Linked DNA regions of Sus scrofa: all the other regions are linked to region 1. A link is a contact called in public Hi-C and HiChIP or PLAC-seq data. All regions are on one chromosome and are shown on one strand. Each heading gives the region's core, a stretch centred on a gene start, on an enhancer-like site or on the middle of the called end of the contact. The rest is flanking DNA. Distances are from core to core; before and after follow the strand shown. Region 1 holds the start of B4GALT1 (beta-1,4-galactosyltransferase 1). Region 2 holds the start of UBAP2 (ubiquitin-associated protein 2). Region 3 holds the start of TOPORS (E3 ubiquitin-protein ligase Topors).

What was found. A called contact is a pair of places that touch in the nucleus more often than the background predicts. HiChIP or PLAC-seq counts read pairs in DNA pulled down with a chosen protein or histone mark.
Region 2: an H3K27ac HiChIP or PLAC-seq map of alveolar macrophages shows a contact between it and region 1. The contact joins the promoter of UBAP2 here to the promoter of B4GALT1 in region 1. A contact is called at or near these places in 1 of 5 promoter capture datasets (fetal liver) and 1 of 2 datasets of contacts at active chromatin or transcription factors (alveolar macrophages).
Region 3: a Hi-C map of heart right ventricle shows a contact between it and region 1, with 4 times the contacts expected there. The contact joins the promoter of TOPORS here to the promoter of B4GALT1 in region 1. A contact is called at or near these places in 1 of 47 Hi-C or Micro-C datasets (heart right ventricle) and 1 of 2 datasets of contacts at active chromatin or transcription factors (alveolar macrophages).

Annotation. Positions count from the first base shown.
Region 1 is chr10:33,314,895-33,319,177 of Sscrofa11.1, forward strand. It overlaps B4GALT1 (beta-1,4-galactosyltransferase 1), which reads left to right and starts at 2,401. Exons shown (of 6, transcript XM_003130680.4): 1 at 2,401-3,019. The coding sequence starts at 2,599.
Region 2 is chr10:32,753,803-32,758,085 of Sscrofa11.1, forward strand. UBAP2 (ubiquitin-associated protein 2) reads left to right here and starts at 1,905. Exons shown (of 28, transcript XM_021064693.1): 1 at 1,905-2,320.
Region 3 is chr10:33,863,462-33,867,744 of Sscrofa11.1, forward strand. TOPORS (E3 ubiquitin-protein ligase Topors) reads left to right here and starts at 2,506. Exons shown (of 3, transcript XM_013980194.2): 1 at 2,506-2,778. The coding sequence starts at 2,776. It overlaps NDUFB6 (NADH:ubiquinone oxidoreductase subunit B6), which reads left to right. Exons shown (of 4, transcript NM_001044554.2): 4 at 1,372-1,531. The coding sequence ends at 1,440.

The sequences.
Region 1 (4,283 bases), core at 1,151-3,650:
TAGAAGCAGGGTAACCATTTAGGAGGCTACCATATAACCCAGGTTAAGATATTGGTGCCTTGGTCCAGGATAGCTACAGCAGAGTTAGCAAGTGGTTAATTCTGATGATTTGAAGGTAGCACTGACAAGACTTGCTGAAGGATTGGAAATGTCATTTAAGAATAAGAAAAGTGAGTTCCCATTGTGGCTCAGCAGGTTAAGAACCTGAGTAGTATCCATGAGGATTCAAGTTCGATACCTGGCCTCGCTCAGTAGGTTAAGGAGCCAGTGTTGCTAGGAGCCGTGCTGTAGGTCACAGAGCAGACATGGTTCAGATCCCCGCTGCTGTGGCTGTGGCATAGGCTGGCAGCTGCAGCTCTTGATTAGACCCCCTAGCCTGGGGAACTTCCATATACTGCTGGTGTGGCCCAATAAAAATAAGTAAATAAATAAAAGAATAAGAAGCACATTGGGGGCACCTGTCAGGTTTGGGGATTGGGAAAATAAATGAACAACAGTGCCATTCTTGGAGGTAGGTGAGAACAGGAGTAGATTGTAGGGAGTAGGTTGTTGCAGGGGGATGTGTTGAATTTGAGGTACTGGTAAGAGAGGCAGTTGAATGAGTTGGGTGGTCAGGTCTGGAGATAGAAATTTTGCTTTCAGGAGTTCCCGTCATGGCTTAGTGGTTAATGAATCCGACTAGGAACCATGAGGTTGCAGGTTTGATCCCTGGCCTTGCTCAGGGGTTAAAGATCTGGCATTGCCGTGAGCTGTGGTGTAGGTTGCAGACGTGGCTCGGATCCTGCGTTGCTGTGGCTCTGGCGTAGGCCAGCGGCTACAGCTCTGATTTGACCCCTAGCATGGGAACCTCCATATGCCACAGGAGCGGCCCTTTTTCTAGGCAAAAAGACAAAAAAAAAAAAAAAAAATTGCCTTCATCAGCATACAGCTATTATAAGTCACGCCTGGGGAGTACGTAGACTGAAAAAAGCATCATGGACCATGGCCTGGGGCCTTCGAAAAGTGGGGAAGAGAAGCCCACAAAAGAGGCAAAGGAGTGGCCAGTGAAGATCAGGAAAGCTGGGTGTCCAGGAAGCCAAGGGAAGAAAGATGATTCTGTGTGATCACAACCCTGTGATACCCAAGCCTCAGTTTTCTCCTCTGTGAAATGGCAACAGTTAACAAATGCCTAATTCACAGTGTTGCAACTAGACTTCCTGGCATATAGGAAACTCAGTCTATGGAAGCATTGTTATTATTTCCTCCTCTTCAGAGTTGGCTGCCTCAGCCCTCAGCTTCCCCATTCATGTAAATGACAGCACCTCCACCAGTCCTTCTCAGGAATGAGGTGTCTCTGCTCTTTCAGGCAATCAGTGGGCAGGACCAGTGGCCTCTGGGTCAAATTAGAACTAAGCAACTTCAGCGCCTAAAACTCACCTGCACAGTTTCCAGCCCTTACTTGCATATTAACAAGTGGTAAGCAAAGGTTTTAGAGCCAGAATTCTGCTTCTGCCTCTCACCAGCTGTGGGATCTTAGGCAAGCTTCTTAATTTTCCTGAGCTTCAAACATTCTCTGTAAAATGGGGACAAGTCCCACTCCATGGGATTGTGTCCAGGCCCGTGTAGACTGTAAATAAAGCTGGCTGCTCTCCTCCAGCATGGCGGTGTGGGAGTTACTGAGGCGCTTTGCCACTCTCCCACTCAAAGCATGGTGTGGGATGCGCTAGAAGAGGCACCCACACACCCCTAAACCGAGCTGGGCGGGTCTTTGAGATCCCCTAACCCTGGCTTTAGGAGAGTGAGCGTTTTCTTTTCCGTGCCTCTTTGCTGGGCCCTCACCTAGATAGAGGAGCCTCGCTCGGCCAAGGGAGGGTGTTCCGAATGTTTCAGAGAATCCCTCTTCGGTTGTCCTACCTCCGGCCGGCCGTCGAAGCCGTTTCCTGGGCAACCTTTTTCTGCTTCTCTTCCGGACCCCGCAGGCCTACAGAGGCCCACCGTCCGGAAAGGCCCACCGCTAGGACTCCCAACCCCTCGAGATCACAACCAGCCTGCTCTTTTCTCCGCCCTCTTCTCTGCTGCCGCGCAGCAGGCCCAGGCGCATACCCTAGCCCTTCGGCACTGCAGGAAGTGGCGGCACCTCTCGGGGACAGCTCGGAGGAAGAGGAAGAGGAGGAAGCTCGGTTTAGTAGGGCCAAAGGCCCACTGAGCAGGCTGGGGAGGAGGGCAGGTGGGAGCCTGAAGCCCCAGCCCCATGCCTGCGGATTGCAAAGTATTCCCGAAAGTGCTCCGACACCAGCAGCTCCAGAGGCCCCGCCCCCGAAGGCCCCGCCCTCCAGCCCCCGTTCCGAAAACCCTGCTCCTACCAGCTGCCCCGCTCCCGCCCCGCTGGAGGCCCCGGCCCCGCCCCTGTCCGCGCCCGCGCCCCAGGCGCACTTCTGCTTGCTCGGCTGTGGAGCCGGCCAGTCTCCGAGTTCCGCGGCTTGTCCGCCGGCGCCGCTCCCTCGCCTTCCCACTGGTCCCTCCCCCAATTACAGTGGTCGGGCAGTGCCTGGCTGGCGGCCCGCGGGCGGGCCGCCCTCCCCACCGTAGCCCACCCCCTCTTAAAGCGGCGGCGGGAAGATGAGGTTTCGGGAGCCGCTCCTGGGCGGCAGCGCCGCGACGATGCCGGGCGCGTCCTTGCAACGGGCCTGCCGCCTGCTCGTGGCTGTCTGCGCGCTGCATCTTGGCGTCACCCTCATCTACTACCTGACTGGCCGCGACCTAAGCCGCCTGCCTCAGCTGGTCGGGGTCCCCACACCGCTGCAGGGCGGCTCTAACAGCGCCGCCGCCATCGGGCAGCCCTCCGGGGAGCTCCGGCCCCGAGGGGCCGCACCGCAGCCGCCTTTGCGCGCCTCCTCCAAGCCGAGCTCGGGTGGCGACTCCAGCCCAGACGCAGACTCTCGCCCGGGCCCGGGACCCGCCAGCAACTTGACTTCGGCCCCAGTGCCCTCCACCGCAGCACGGTTGCCGCCCGCATGCCCTGAGGAGTCCCCGCTGCTCGGTAAGGATTCGGGGACTTCCCCGAATTTCCCAGACAGGATCCCCCGGACGTTCTCCCCTGACCTTTTCTATGACAGCCGGTCTCTTTATTGTGGATCAGAGTCCCTAATCCCAAACAGAGGTTCCCGGCTGGATGGGGGTGGGAGGTTGGGAGGTGAATCCCTTCGGACTGGTGTTAGAGGCTGGGGCGGGGACGGTTTAGGAAAGCCTAGGCCCTTCTTGGCCCCAGAACCGGAGAAGGCCTTGGAGACTTCCTTGCTCTGGCCCAAACCTCAAGAAGTTTTGAGAGTTTGAGTCGACTTGGAGCAGCCTTCGCCCTGCTAGCTGTGGTAGGCACTACAGTGCAGCGCAGAGAAACGAGCTCTAGCGATGGTGAGGCCTCCAGTAGGGAAGGGAGCCGACCTCCCAGATCACGTCTCCTGTCTTCCCAGAGAACTGCTATCTCCTGAGTGTGTGCTAACTTTTTTTCCTGAGCTTTTGGGCAAATGACTTGCCCGGAAAGCTCTGGTTTCTCATTTGCTAAAAGGGAACAATAAGTGGTACCTGTTTCAGGGGAGTATTTTGGAAGATTAGATGACATAGTATAAACAAGAGTTTTCATTGAGTAAATTGTCACTGTTGTGTTCTGTTCCTCCCCTGTGTGAATCCCTCCTCAGGGAAGATCAGCCCTATGGCCCTCCTACCCTGCTTCTTGCCCTTATTTGTTCCCCAAACCTAAGGCCCTCCCAAGGGGCTGAGGGTGTTTGTATGATGTGTATACCCTGGAGGCTGAAGGGCTAAAATAGAACCAGTTAGCACCAAGTTTTCCCTTTCTGGGAGCAGCCTGCAGTCTCAGTTATATTGCCCAGGTGATCTGGACCAGGGCCTCTGTTTCCGGAAGGCAGAGAGCTTGGGTCGGGGGCTTGCAGTCCTTTATTTCAGAAGGAGGTTGAGCCCATGCCCTCCTGGATCTCCACAGGCAGTCAAGCCAAAGGCAGCCACAGGTTGCTCCCAAGATTACCGGACAGATGGTTGCTCATTTTTGGGGCCAGGGTATAGAGAGAGGTGTTCCAAGTGAAGGGTCCTGGCAGGAGGGCAGGCATCCTGCCAGCAGAAACTCTGTCCCCTTTTCATGGAGCCCTAGCGGGGCAGACCTCCTACACGCTCTTGCTCAATTTCTCCAATAATTACTTAAACATTTTCGTATCAAGTTTGGGAGGACACTCTTGGACTTGGTCAGACATGAATTGTGGTTATAAAAGGGGGATTTTTTTTTTTTAAAGCAG
Region 2 (4,283 bases), core at 655-3,154, 560 kb before region 1:
CCATCTGCGACCTACACCACAGCTCATGGCAACACCAGATCCTTAACCCACTAAGCGAGGCCAGGGATAGAGCCTGCAACCTTATGGTTCCTAGTTGGATTGTTTACCCTGTGCCACGATGGGAACTCCTCCATGCAGATAGTTAACTTATAGACTATAGTTTCTTTTCACTGCGCCCTCAATCACAAACCCTCTTTCCCACTTCTCAAAAACAGCTGTTAGCAGGTTCGTATAGATCCTTTGGAAGTGTTTTCTTGTGCTCTTTCCATTATGTCTGTGCCTCTCAAAGGATGGTTTTTATCTTTGACTCTCCCACACATTTCTTTTTTTCTTTTTTTGGTCTTTCTTTTTAGGGCTGCACCCACGGCATATGGAGGTTCTCAGGCTAGGGGTCTAATTGGACCTGTAGCCACAGCAACACCAGATCCGAACCGCATCCTCGACCTACACCACAGCTCATGGCAATGCCGGATTTTTAGGCCACTGAATGAGGCCGGAGATTGAACCCGAAACGTCGTGGTTCCCAGTCAGATTCGTTTCTGCTGTGCCAAGATGGGAACTCCTCTCCCACACATTTCTATACAGCAGAAATACAAAAAGAAGGAAGACTAAACTGACTATATACAACGCTAGCTCACTGTAAAAAGAGAGATAAGATACATCTACACATGAATGGTCATGATAATAAGTTCTATTTGTTAAAGGCACAGCCTGAGCATTCTTGATCAATTCAGATGAAAAACAAAGTTTTCCCTTGAACTGAGCAGGCTATTAAGGATTCAAGTGTTTTGCATCAAGTACTTTAACCTACAAGTCTATTAGTACCTGGCAAGTTAGTAACTCGTAGAGTGCCCCATACAAAGATCAGTATGTGCTAATTCCCTTTTCATCTTGGACCTATGGTGCCCAAGGATACATGCAGGGTGTGAAAATAATCGCTAATATTTATTGAGGGTTTATTCTGTGCCAATCTGGTATTTTACATAATCTTATTTCACAACCTGGTGAAGCGGTGTTATCACAAAGGAAAGCTCAAATCGAGGTAAGGCCTGCTGGATTCCAAAGTCCTTAGATACTGCCTTTGAGGGTCAACCGTCCAGTAATTGAGAACATACTCTAAAATACTCTGCTACAATTATAAACCATTAGCTCCTTCTTTATGCTTAACAGGTGAGGTCATTTTGAGAGGCAGGTTATTCATTATTAGGAGACAGATAATCTGGTTTGGGTCTCCTCAGCCAGTTAACAACTGAACCTCCCTGATCCTTTCTCTTTGCTTAAAACCGGGACAATCCCAGCCTCAAAGGGTTGACTTTACGACTTAATAAAACTGGTTGTATAAACGGCTGACGAGTAGGCTTTCTAGAAATGTTAGTCTTTTCACGCATAAGGGGCTTGGGACTGCATAATTTGAGCCCACGTTTCGTAGGACGTAAGCCTCGGGGCCTTCCCACTCCGGTGGAGGTTCCCTGGGAAGCCAGCTGGGTGCAACGGATATCTCCGCGAGCCGTTGGTGTTTTCCCGCGCAGGGGGGCGGGGCAGAGCGCCGGCTCGGGAAGGTGGTAGCCGAACCCCACCTCCCACGGCGACTACATCTCCCAGCAGGAATCATGCTCAGCTGCCTAGCAGGGGCCGCTCACTAGCATTAGTCTCAGATGCCTGCCCTGTCCGCTTTCCGTCTCGGCCTTCCCTCGGTCCGAAGTCACAGCCGCACCATCCATGAAGCCACGAGGGAAAGGATGTGGTGGTAGATGGCTTTGCTGTGCAGCAAGTTGAGAATCGTAGTGCCCTGGCGCAACGCTTGGCAGGCTAGGGTCTTCTTGAGTGGTTGGACCACTTCACGTGATGAGAGGAAGGCGGCCGCAAGGCAGCGACCTGTGGTGCCTTGTGAGGTCATCACAGCGCGACAACGAGCTGCACTTGTGGGCTTCCTGGAGGCGGGAGCTAGCACGTCCCTAACAACTCCGAGTACGAGAAACTGCGTAAACTCGCCCTTGTTGGCTCCATCTGCGTGCCTCCCCCTGCCTCAACCATGCTGGCCCAGTCTGGAGGGCATGACGGGGGGTTGGTTAGTGAGAGCGACGCGCTCTGTGGGCGGGTTGATGACGAGCCGCGGGCGAGCGACTTGTAGTGGCTCCTCCTTCGCCCATGACGTAGAGGTCACGTGACGGGCCGAGCAGCCTCTGCCGCCGCCGCCGCTTTGTAAGAGGCACATTGGCAGGTAACGAGCGGCGGCGGCGGCGGCGGCAGCGGCAGCGGCAAGCGGCAGCGGCAGCGGCAGCAGCAGCAGCGGGTCCCGAGTCCAGCGAGAGCAGCAGCGGTAATTGGCACCTTCTCTCACCTTCCCCGGTCCAGGTCCCTGAGCTCTGCAGCTTGCGCCCGGTAGTCCTGGCTTCTGTTCTTCTTTTCTCCAACCTTCTTCATAGTGCCCCAGCGCCCACCCGTGAAAGCGGGCCGAGCTTCCCTCGCTGGTTTCACGCGTCCTCAGTTTGCCCAGGCCTGGTGCAGTCCTTCCTCTCTCCCGCGGGTTGTCCGGGGCTCCTTCCTGCCTACCCCAACGCTTGTCGTCCCGGCCCCACCCAGCCCCAGGGGGCGCCTTCCCCTCCCCCCGGTCGGGTTTCTGCCCTGGAGGGTGTGGTTTTCTCTCCCACCGTTGTCCCTCCCTTGCCTGTCCGCTGGAGCTCCCGCGCCACGCTGTCGCCGACCGACCACTTTTCCGTTTTCATGCCTGTCGCTAGACCTGGGACTAGATATTTCAGAGCCTTACTTCTGCGCTCTCTCGCCTTTCCCGGCTACCCAGAGGCTAGTGCAGTTCCACTTCTCCTCTTCATTCGGGAAGGTTTTGGTGTCAGACACTTAGGACTCAGTTTTCCTCCACGTTCCCAGTTCCTGTAGTCTGGCCGTGTCACAGTTGTTCTTTAGTGTAGGTTTGCAAGAGCTTTGTAAACTAAAGCACTCTTAGAATACTATTCAAAATGTTACTCTTCCATTGGTGCATTGCATCTCAGTTTTCTTTGCCGCTGAATCACTTTTCACTTGGCTTTCCACTTTTCCCCCAGGGTTTTCAGTCTAATTAGTTGTCCTCGCACCTCACGTGCCACCACTGTTCTCACCACTCTGGTCTCATCCTTGTTCTCTCTGGGAGTTGATTGCGTGATTCCATCATCATTCCTGTTATTTCCTGTTTGACATAATCCGGTAGTTTACTTCCACCTCTGTTGGATATTGTTTCTACTTGTATCCAAGATGTCTCTACTAGTATTTAGGCTTACTTTCTTCAGCTCTTGTGCGTCTGAATAATTGAGAGTTTTGAAGGTCTCCATAAGGTGTCCAGAGATCATCTTTTATCTGATAAAGGGCATACAATTCATTTTTTGGGTGAATGTAATTTTATATTTTCGCTTCGATTATGATAGTACTTTTAAGACCAAGGGATATGTGAGTAGTCTAATCCTCGCTTTTCACCAGAAATTGTGCATTCTTAATTTTTAGTGTCAGTTTGTCTAATGGAAGTGGAAGGAAGGTGAATATTAATACTTAAGCTCTCCTACAGAGGGGATTGGGTGACTCTCTTGGGGTGGTGTCTGTCTCAGGAAGGGATAAATTCCACTCTCTGGAGATGTTATGGTCTTCCAGTGCACCCGAATCTCTAACCTGCCTGTAGAGCCCCTAAGTTAGGGCTATCCTCCCATTGCTCTGAAGCCTTGTCTTACCATAGGGCAGACGTGATTAGTTTCCGCCACACTACTCTTGGGCTTGCTTCCAGTGTGTTCTTCCTGATTTTTCGTCCTTAAGGCTAGTTCACATATATGTTGAGTAGTCACCCCCCACCCCAATGTCCCCGGCCCCGCACCCTGGCCCACTTGTTTCCCACAGCTCTGATTTTTGTCCGTTTGCTTCCTTATTGCTTCTGACCTTCAATAATTCAGAATATGATTCAGAGAAAGGAGGTTTTTGTTATCATTGAAATATGACTGGAAGTGGTGGCATGGGAATGAGGCCATGGGAAAGGGTTGTGGTAATTGCCCCTCCTGCCTGTTTCATGCTGCTCTGGTTTACTCTGCCTCTCTCTTTAAATGTGGGCTGGGCCTGCACTAGTCACATGGAGCTGCCTTTAGAACCAGGCTGGAACAACAATAACACCTCTGCTTCCCTTTCCTGGTAACTGGTGTAGCCTGTGCAGTGCTCACCAGGAGTGTCTCTTGGTATTAGCCAGAGTGACTCGTACTGTGTAGGGAGAAATGGTAGGGAAACATGGAGGAGAATGGGTTTATTTCAGGACT
Region 3 (4,283 bases), core at 1,256-3,755, 550 kb after region 1:
AGTTCATTAGACAGTCTGCTTCTAAGTTAATAGCACGTTTTATTTCCATCTTTCAGCTTCCAATGCCAGTGTTTTTGCTGCCAGGCTGCTAAGCCAGTGCCATATGGCTCAGTTTTTATTACACAGCATTAGTACCACTTTGTTACTAATTTCTGTGTTAGGGTAATGCTAGCCGTGGTAACAAGTTTTCCCCAAAATGTATTTTGGCTTAAACATAATACAAATTTACAATCCTGAGCAGTACCAGGTTGGGAACAGTTCTCCTCAGTCAAGTCATGGACTATCAAGCTGACAGAATCTGCTGTCTTAACAGAGCTGAAATTCAACCTAAGTACTCTGCTTAAATTATACAATTTGTCAGTGGAGGGTTCCAGGATTCTCACTACTTGGCTCTGGCTTTAAAGTCTGTGCCCATTCTGCCAAACACACTATATCTATGTTTGGAAAGACACCTGAACCAGCTAAGACGACAAAAAAGTGATGGAAGAGAACAAAAACAAAGCACAAAGGTGCAGCTACTGTCTTTGGAAAATAAAATGATTCTTCTGGAGTTCCCGTCGTGGCGCAGTGGTTAACGAATCCGACTAGGAACCATGAGGTTGCGGGTTCGGTCCCTGCCCTTGCTCAGTGGGTTAACGATCCGGCGTTGCCGTGAGCTGTGGTGTAGGTTGCAGACGCGGCTCGGATCCCGAGTTGCTGTGGCTCTGGCGTAGGCCGGTGGCTACAGCTCCGATTCAACCCCTAGACTGGGAACCTCCATATGCCGCGGGAGCGGCCCAAGAAATAGCAACAACAACAACAAAAAAAATAAAAATAAAAAATAAAAAATAAAAAAAAATAAAAAAAATAAATGATTCTTCTTTTGGCACCTCTTTTTAAAATCCACTTAACAACCCACCTGCATTACCGAGGTGTCTCTTGTTGGGGTGATTGTAAGCTGCCCAGGGAAAGTGTGCATTCTGCAACACCTGAGCCAAACAGTAAACTGGTGATGGCCTAACACATTCAGTTTCTGGGAACACATTACCTCCTTATTATTGAAGTGAAGATGTTTCCCTGCAACTTCTTTCAAGGGATTCTCCTATTTCTTGGGGCTAAGCAAAATAAAGATTATCTCTTTATCACTTTGTAAAGTCAACTTTCTTGTTCTTTCTGGTCATTTTGCTTGAGTGAAACTTCCCCTCTTCTTTCACTTACACCTTAAGACTTTGAATACTGGTTGCTTATCTTCAGACAGCATCTATTTTGCTTTTGTCCCTTTTAAAGTGTGAATGACAGAGCTGAACTAGATTTTCCACAAGGTCTATCCACATGGTGGAACTATCACCTCTGAAGACAAGATTTTTCACTAATGCATCTTTGTTTTTCTAGGGTGATACAATCCTGGAAACTGGAGAAGTAATCCCACTAATGAAAGAATTTCCTGATCAACATCACTGAAGATAACTTTAAAATTTCAAAGGCATATGAGCTATATTACCACACTTACTGAATATATTTTCTGGAAAAGTAACTTTAATAAAGTTTACTCTCAGATATGTGTCTTTTTCTTCCCAAACATTATACAATTTGAGACTCTTTGAATTATTTAATAAATAAAAACTGGGCATGTTAAATGATTTGAGCAAGTCACTTTTTTGGCCATTCTTGATTTGGAAAGAGGATGTAGGAAATTTAGTCACATGATAGTTTTTTTCTTACAGTATGTAATCTAGTCTTATGTGAAGGTATGCAACATAATGAAATCATGCAATAAATATAAGAAATTTTACACACTTTCAATTTTTTCTTTTTGCCTTTTAGGGCCGCCCCCCCCCACACACACATGTAAATTCCCAGACTAGGGGTCTAATTGCTACAGCCATGGCCATGCCAGATCTGAATTGCGTCCACCACCTACACCACACAGCACATGCAACTCCAGATCCTTAACCCAAGGAGTGAGGCCAGGGATTGAACCGGCATCCTTATGGCTACTAGCCTGGTTTGTTACCGCTGAGCCACAATGGGAACTACAGATTGTTTTAAAGAAGGCTTTTTGAGGCATTTCAAAAGTGTTTTAGAAACTAGCTTGAAAGGCTGTCAGATCCAGGTTCTTTGTTATATGAGATGATAAAAGACAAACCCCTAAATATTTGATAAATTAATACATTAACGGTTATTACAAAAGACTACACCAAAATGAAAGTGGAAACTTGTATTAAGGATTTTATTGTGAATCAAGACGAGTCCGATAAGCATGAGGTAAAGAACTGTATATACATAGAATTAAATTCAGAGGCGTTACAAATGTTCATTCGTCCCGAACATTTTGTCTGGGTGTTCCTTCTTTAGCTGTCGCCGCGCAGCTACAGTTGATGCATAGATGACATATCCCCATGAGAGTAGTACGACCGCGAGGAGCAACTGAAAAATGCAAGAAAAGGAGTAAAAGCAAAAACACGTGAGTGGCATTTCCTCCCCGCCCCCATCAGACAGCCCTGCACGTTGCCAAGGTGCAAATTTTAATAACAAACGAATAAATGGGGTTCCGGAGGCGAGTACACCAAGCCGCCCTGACGTAAGAAGCGGAAGAGCGTGTCCTCCAGGAAGAGGCGGAGTCGAGGTGAGGGAGTGAAAAGCTTAATTCAGGAATGGATTTTGGAGTTTTTGGGCGCTGAAGAAATACGGGGCCTTCCACCCGCGGGCCGGAGGAGTCGAGCCCTTGGGGCCCCGCCAGGCCCGGGGCCTACCGCTGAATAAATCCGGTCTAGGGTGCGGCGACTCACTGGCTTCATGGTAAGGAGGCGGCGGCGGTCCACGGGCACGGGCGGAAGCTACAGGCCTTGTAGTATCCTCCGGGGCGGTGGCTGCCGGGCGGCGGCGGCGGCGGCGGCCATCTTGCAGCCGGGCGCGAGCGCCCGCCCCGTCGCCTCCGCGCGCGTTTCCCATCGAGCGGCCGGCCTCTTCCGCCCGGAGCTGGGGGCGGGTCACGTGACGGCGGCCTAGCCCGCCTTTGAGGGAGGAGGTGAGAGAAACGAGGAATTATTTACTTCAAAAGTGGGTTTTTTGTTTTTGCCGCTGAGAGGGATAGGCTTGACTCGTCAGCCGATCTTCCTTCACTTGCTGTGCAGTATTAATGCAGGATAAGGTACTGTCGTGTGCATTTAAAAGTTTACTTGAAAAAAAAATCCACGTTTTAAATATTACACCGGCGTCCAGCGGTGGAAGAATTAATGTTTCCTCCGGGACTTGTTCCCACAACATAGGTAGTCGTTCGTGTATATTTATCTTTGAAGTAAGCTAGAATGCCGCCCGCTTTTATGTTAACTAACGCATCGTTATGGGAGTCCTTGTTAATTGAGCTTCTTTAAAAAGTCTTTGAGAACGCGATGGCTTGTTGATGCCAGTGATACTTATAAAAAGAAATCACCTGGCACGGACTACCTAGCCTAATGTACCTGCCAATCAACAAGTGTTGGTTGAACATTTGTGCTCAGAACGGTAGCAAGATCAGATAAATATTAAGCCAAAGGACGGAGTTCTGTACTCGGGCCGTTGTAGTAAGTTCAGCTCTAGAATGTTTGGGACGCGCACATTTGAGGCCTAACGGTAGAATGAGGCAACGGGCCGCTTTAGGCTCTAGATGTCTTGTCTCTAAGTATCTCAGTTATGAACTGCACAGAGTTTTCATCCAGCTTTCGGGGAGTGCGGAAGGAGGAAAACGTCATCTGGGGACGATTTCAAGGCTCTGTGGTCATAGGTAAAATCCCTGTTTATCCCCAGACTGGAATAGATCTCTGTCTCTGAAGACTGTAAACCTCGGACTTGGGATTCCATTCGAATCCCGGTGTTGGTTGGTAACTGCAACCGAAAGTCACTTCAGCTCCGTGTAACTCCGTTCCTTTATCTGTACAGCAGAGAGTTTCAGTAACTTCTCAGAGTTTGGTGAGGTTTGAAAGGAGATCGAACTAGTTACCGTGTCTTCCGGGTAAGGTAGAAGCGAACATTAACCCCCCTGCCGCCACCCCCCGAGAGATTGATAGTAACAGGAGTGAAGCTGTGGTAGCGATTTCTGTCTGGGGGGTGCTCTCGCCGCTCCCATTCCTGGGGCGGAGGGCGGTGGACGGTGGGGGAAGGGCCGGGTCCGGGCTGCGCGCGCTAGGCCCCGCCCTCGCTGCTGGCGTCTTCCACCGCGCATGCGTTACGTTGGCGGGTGCTGTGTTTTGACGCGCTGGGCCTGCCAAGTGGGTTTTGCCTTCTGCCACCGCCCCCAAGCTGCCATTGGTGATGATCGCTTTACG